Regions from separate parts of the Mus musculus genome. Here region 1 is linked to region 2. The links are chromatin contacts, called in public HiCAR-type maps. All regions are on one chromosome and are shown on one strand. Each heading gives the region's core, a stretch centred on a gene start, on an enhancer-like site or on the middle of the called end of the contact. The rest is flanking DNA. Distances are from core to core; before and after follow the strand shown.

Region 1 (2,853 bases), core at 181-2,680, 240 kb before region 2:
GGGCAGGACCATTGCAGACCTGGTCCTCAGTGAGCAGGGCAGCAGTGGGGAGTGCCCCAGGGGCTCCTATCAATAGAAACAAGTCATTGTATCACTTATACTTTCTTTCTGCTCTCTAGTTGTCTTCTCTTTTATTTTTCTGGCTCTTTTATGTAGCTGGCCTTGACTGGTAGGTCATTCTTCAGTGACAGGGTCCTCTGTGGGATGTGGCCAGTGGAATGAAAAGAAAGAACCCAGAAGACTGGTATCTGAAAGTCTTACATAAGCTATGTTTTTATGTCAAGCAAGCCCCTTAAAGAAATGTGGCATTCTATATACTACTTCCAGGGGAGAAATTGAACAGTCAACGGACACTATCATTCAATGAGACAAGTCAGAGATGAGCTAGTCAAGCAATGTTACCCAAGAGGAACACAAGTTGTCTCAAGAGCATTGCAGACTGAGCACACAGTGACCCTGGGACTGATAAGTACAGCCCTGTAAAATGGGAAGTTAGGTACTCTAAATCTGAAGACCAGCTCCCCCACAGGCCCTGGCCCTAGACCATAAGCAGCTCTGTGGAGCATATTCCTGGTTTTAAAGAAGAAACTGGGTTCCTTCTTCACACATCCTCACCTCAAGGAAAAGCGCCTAAGGCCCTGGCCCCAAGCTGTTATCGGCTCAGTTAGCTCCTTCCTGGTTGTAGGTGCTATGTTCCTTCTTTGAATATCCTGGGCTCAAGGAACGTCTTCAGTCCAGCCAGTCCTCGGCAGTATCAACCTTTCAATATTAAGTCTCTCAGCTTTTTCAACCAGTTATTTTCTAATACACTAAACTATGCCCTAAATCATAATCTCTCTAGGTCTCCTGAATACATATTGTTGGCATACATTTGAAAACAAGACACCGCTACTCAGGCATCTAGAGAGAGAACGAATAAAACTACATAAGGGCTGAAGTGGTGTTGTCTTGGTGATCTCTGAAGCATAACATACAGAGTTTTATGTTCTTCCCTTTGGTGGTATTGGATCCTCACCAGATGCTTCTGTTAGAGGTAGAATCATTGTGATCTTCCAGGTCTAAACTCCTTGGAGAATGACTAATTCATAATGACAGAGACTTTTCGTGTCTCTGGGGTATTAAATGCTAACAAATTCTACTCATTTCTGATACTGATGTCATTTTCTGACTCTTCACTGATTTTTTTTTTTCAGGTTGAAGATGTCTCAAAAAATCAGTTTCCAACTAAATTCCCCAGTGATTGATGTGGTGTTTTCTAATCTCAATATCCTGCCTTATTTTCCTCTAAGAACCAAAACAGAATATTAATATTTCCACCAGTCAGTGCTTGTGGTCACATTACTCATTTACTAATGGGTTTACTATAAGTACTTGCATTTTTGTTTCCAGGAAATCTTGCGTTTCTATATTCAGAGATGAATGTTTTTTAACATGTGTTTAAAAGACACTACTTACTACACAGTGGAGTGTGTAGGGGTAACCTGAACGGGTGCCAGTGTAACTAGTTCCCATGTTAATCCATTCCTACATACAAACAAAATGATTCTGAGAAACCTAAAACAACCATCTCACTGCAAATTCTAAGGAACCTTGACACCTCAATCAGTTAGTACCACCTACCACTAGAAGCATCCTGAAACTAAAGCAACATTGCTTGCCTCCAAGTCAGCTCAAGACAATTTAGCTCCTCCCCCTTTGTCATGGATTTAATTGTTCTTATTTTTTTATTTAACATACAAAGTACGAGACTGGGGCTTGATAGCCTGCTCAGCATTTTCCAGGATATGTGGCTTCTGCTGACACACTCATTATCTTTTCCCTGACCTCAACCACTGACCAAGTTTTCAGGTCTCTTCACGTGGGGCATCTCTAGTTTGACTTGCTGGCATGGCCCCTGAATATATGGAATGCAGGATTTGTGCCCACCAGGTCTTAGTAGTCTCAAAGGCAGTCTGGATTATGTTGACTTCTGCCACTTCCATCAGATGGTGACGTACTTTTATTGCTTTCCTGGGTGTTTCCCGTGTAGATTAGATTCTTCATCACCATCAACCAAGTCTTGCTTTGAGCTTCCTGGAGCATATTAAATAATTAAATTTATACCACAAGGAATTTTAACTTGGAACTTGGAAAATCTCAATATGTGCCCTCTCAACATGAATACAATAACAATGATAAGTGGGGTGCTTTCAGATGATGTTAGGAAGGAAGTGGATTAGAACCACTCAGCTAGTATGGCTCTAAACCTTGAACACAGTACTTGTACTTGAACCTAGGCAATTTGTCATCAGCTCCTTCATGCAATGTATCTGTTTCTTTGATCTTTACGTTTCTTAGTCTTTCGTTTGTATCCTTTTGCTGGGTTTTGTTTTTTGTTTTGTTTGTTTGTTTGGTTAGTTTTTGGTTTTTCTAGACAGGGTTTCTCTGTATAGCCCTGGCTGTCCTGGAACTCACTTTGTAGACCAGGCTGGCCTCGAACTCAGAAATCCGCCTGCCTCTGCCTCCCGAGTGCTGGGATCAAAGGCGTGTGCCACCACGCCCAGCTTTGCTGTTGTTTTTAAGTTATTATTATACTTTTAATTTTGCATGTGTGTGAGAGAGAAGGGGAAGGAGGACAGACAGAGGGAGAAAGAAAAATGCTCTGTGTGTGTGTGTGTGTGTGTGTGTGTGTGTGCATATTTGTGTGACTAGGTCAGAGGACAACTGAAAGACTTGTTCCATCCTTCCACCATGTGGAACGTGAGGATCAAAATCAGGTTGTCAAATATAGCAGCAAGCGCCTGTCTCCCTCTGGCCATTTCCACTCTTCTCTTTCTTTATTAAATGAGACAAGCCCTTGCTATGACTCCCATG
Region 2 (2,733 bases), core at 9-2,508:
CTGGCTCTTAAATATGTCCTCCCATCTCCTTCCACAGTGGTCCTTGAGCCTCATCATGGGTAGAATAGAGAGATCTGGTTGAGGAACAAGCACTCTCTGACTATTTACTCTCTGGAGTGTGACTAGTTGTAGATCTCTAAACTAGCTGTTGCCTGCTGCAAAAAGAAACTTAGACTTAGAACAGCACTGATCTATGAGTATAAACCTAAGCATTTGGAGGACAGTTGAATACCATGCCCATGTAAGATAACAGTCACAAGTCAAGAAAGTCTTCTAAACTTATTTCTATTGGAGAAAACACTGACATAGTCCATCTTCTTTGAGAGACATGGACAGAAGACATGCTTTGGGATGCTTAGCATCACTTCAGTGTCTGCTTTCTTCAATAAGTTAACTTTAACAAGTGCACCTTTAGCAAGCTAATAATTTTTATCTCCTTGTGGCAAAAAAAAAGGAGGATAGCCCATCCACACGTAGAAGATGACAGCCTTGAGGTGAGATCATCTTGGATTGCATGTTCTTAAATAGCTGGTATCTACTCAGTCAGGGTCAGGACTGATTTTTCTTCTAACTAGCAGGCCATCATTTTAAAAATATTCCTCCATTGCAAAAGTGAGATCTAATCCCCTGCTCATGCGTGTGTTCTATCTTGCAAGCACTATGATGAACTATGTGGCAGAAACAACATTCTACCAACACTGGCTCTTAACTCTAAGAGAAACTGCAGTTTCAGCTTACCTTTATTTTAAGAGCATTGAATGCCACATTAGAAATCTCCCTGGTATTTCAGAGCCCATTTGGTGATGCCATGACATGATATATAAAGATAAGGCCAGCTATCAACCCCAGTCTGGTAGTAAACCTTACCAAACAGAGGTAACGTGCATCCATTAAGGAACAACACACAATCTCTGAGATGTGTATATACATTAAAACACCAAGAATTCCCAAACATGTACACCTTGACACACTCCAAACTTAGTGATTAGGTGAAAAGCAGATTCCTTAGTTATGTATGTACCATGATATGCTCACCAAGAAAAGAAAAGCTAAAGAGACAAGACATAGCACTGCCTGTCAGAGAGACTTTCTGATGCAGGTTGTGTAGCATGGCCTTCTGAAAGCTATATATGGGGTTGGAGAGGCAGCTCAATGGATAAAGAGCACTTGCTGCTCTTCCACAGAAATAGAGTTCCATTTTAAGGATCCATGCCAAATGACTCACAAAAATGATGCCTAAAATTCCAGCTCCAGGATATTCAGAGTCCCCTTTTGGTCTCTGAAGGTACATGCATGCATATCACACACACACCACATGAGACACTCTCTGAGGGGGAAGAACAGAACATGGTATTTTCTATTTCTAACATTTGTGAACTTTCAGATTCTCTGATCAAAGTTTATTGCAGAAGATCCCTGAGACCCCTGGAAACGGACAAATTAGAAAGTCAGAAATAAAAGAGAGAATTTCAGATGCTTTGGGTATTGAGGTGTGATTTCTTTTTTCTTTCTTTCTGGCAAGCACCCACCCTTCTTTTAACTTTTTGTCCTTTCACTTTGTACTGCAATAAGCTCATCTTGGTGAATAGATTGCTAAAGATTTAATAACTGTCATACTTATTCGTTGTAATGTCTTTGTTCTCATATAAAATCTTTTAAAACTATTGTAAAAATTGCCAACTCATGCAGTAGGTCTTCACAGGAAGTCCCTTTACACCCACACAGGGGCCCACAAGGATGATTACATAAAGGAACTGTCTCCAGTGAGAGAAAAGACACACATTCGGTCCTTTGTTTTCAGGGTTGGTTTGTTTCCTTTGTGCATTCTTCTCATGCTTTTTGGTGACATAAAAATATGCTCTAGCTCACCAGGGTAGCCACTGTGACCTACATCATCATGTTCTCGTGCACTTTATGGTTTCCCCTTCACTTCAGGGGCGAGAATGCATGAGCCCAATTCAGCTTTTGCTAGCTGATGATGTCAGACATCATCAGTCCATGGAGGTGCTCAAACAACAGGAGTGACTTTAGCATATAAACAATTCCAAGATAGGTCTAGTTCTATTCTGGAGAGGAAAATAGAAAGTCATACATTTTATATGATTTTATAATTGATGACTAATGAGCGATAGGGGTTTTTTGTTAATTTGGAAGCTTGAATGATTTTTCCCTCAGTTTTCAACCAGATGTTTCCACTTTGCTGAATTTAGTAAACTAAAGCTTCCAATGTCTCACAATTTTTGAAAGACAAAATACCACTGTGTTGGTCAAACTGACCTTGATTCCTGAGGCCACAGGATGCTCCAGCCTCAGTTCCCCTGGTAAAAATGTTCTTTTTAAAAGTAGATTCTGTAACCCCTTCTCTAGCTCCCATCCTCATTCCTTACTCCTTTGGCTCTTTAGGAAAGAATCTAACAAAAGTTTTAAACTTTGACTACAGAAGATGATTCACTGGTACAATTTAGCATTTTCTTCATGTTATGGTGGACACATAGATTAGATACAAACAATACTTAGATAATCGTGGTTTCCCAATACATATCAGGAGCACAAATTTGAAGGCAGAGAGGATAGGAAGAGGGGAGAAAAAGATAAAAGGAAAAATGAAAGGAGGGAGGTAAAAGGATCTTAGTTTCCATCTAAAACAGATCTCTATCCTGTTACCTAGGATTTCACATTCACAAGGGTTCCGCCCCACCCTTCCCTCTGTGCTTTCCTAAGGAGCCACTTAAC

What was found. HiCAR-type assays count read pairs that join an accessible place to other places.
Region 1: a HiCAR-type map of Th17 cells shows a contact between it and region 2, with 2.9 times the contacts expected there. The contact joins two enhancer-like sites. A contact is called at or near these places in 1 of 484 Hi-C or Micro-C datasets (Th1 cells) and 2 of 115 datasets of contacts at active chromatin or transcription factors (CD8 T cells and Th17 cells).

Annotation. Positions count from the first base shown.
Region 1 is chr15:5,757,343-5,760,195 of GRCm38.p6, reverse strand. No RefSeq gene overlaps it. Among named protein-coding and RNA genes, the nearest start is that of Gm41258, 85 kb to the right of the region's middle. Within about 2 kb of position 1,430, at least 10 of the 459 cell types and tissues checked have an H3K27ac peak or open chromatin away from gene starts, as enhancers often do. A contact at or near this core is called in CD8 T cells, Th1 cells and Th17 cells, where this site is marked.
Region 2 is chr15:5,513,481-5,516,213 of GRCm38.p6, reverse strand. The region is part of intron 1 of 5430437J10Rik (RIKEN cDNA 5430437J10 gene); the gene reads right to left. Among named protein-coding and RNA genes, the nearest start is that of 5430437J10Rik, 19 kb to the right of the region's middle. Within about 2 kb of position 1,258, at least 112 of the 459 cell types and tissues checked have an H3K27ac peak or open chromatin away from gene starts, as enhancers often do. A contact at or near this core is called in CD8 T cells, Th1 cells and Th17 cells, where this site is marked.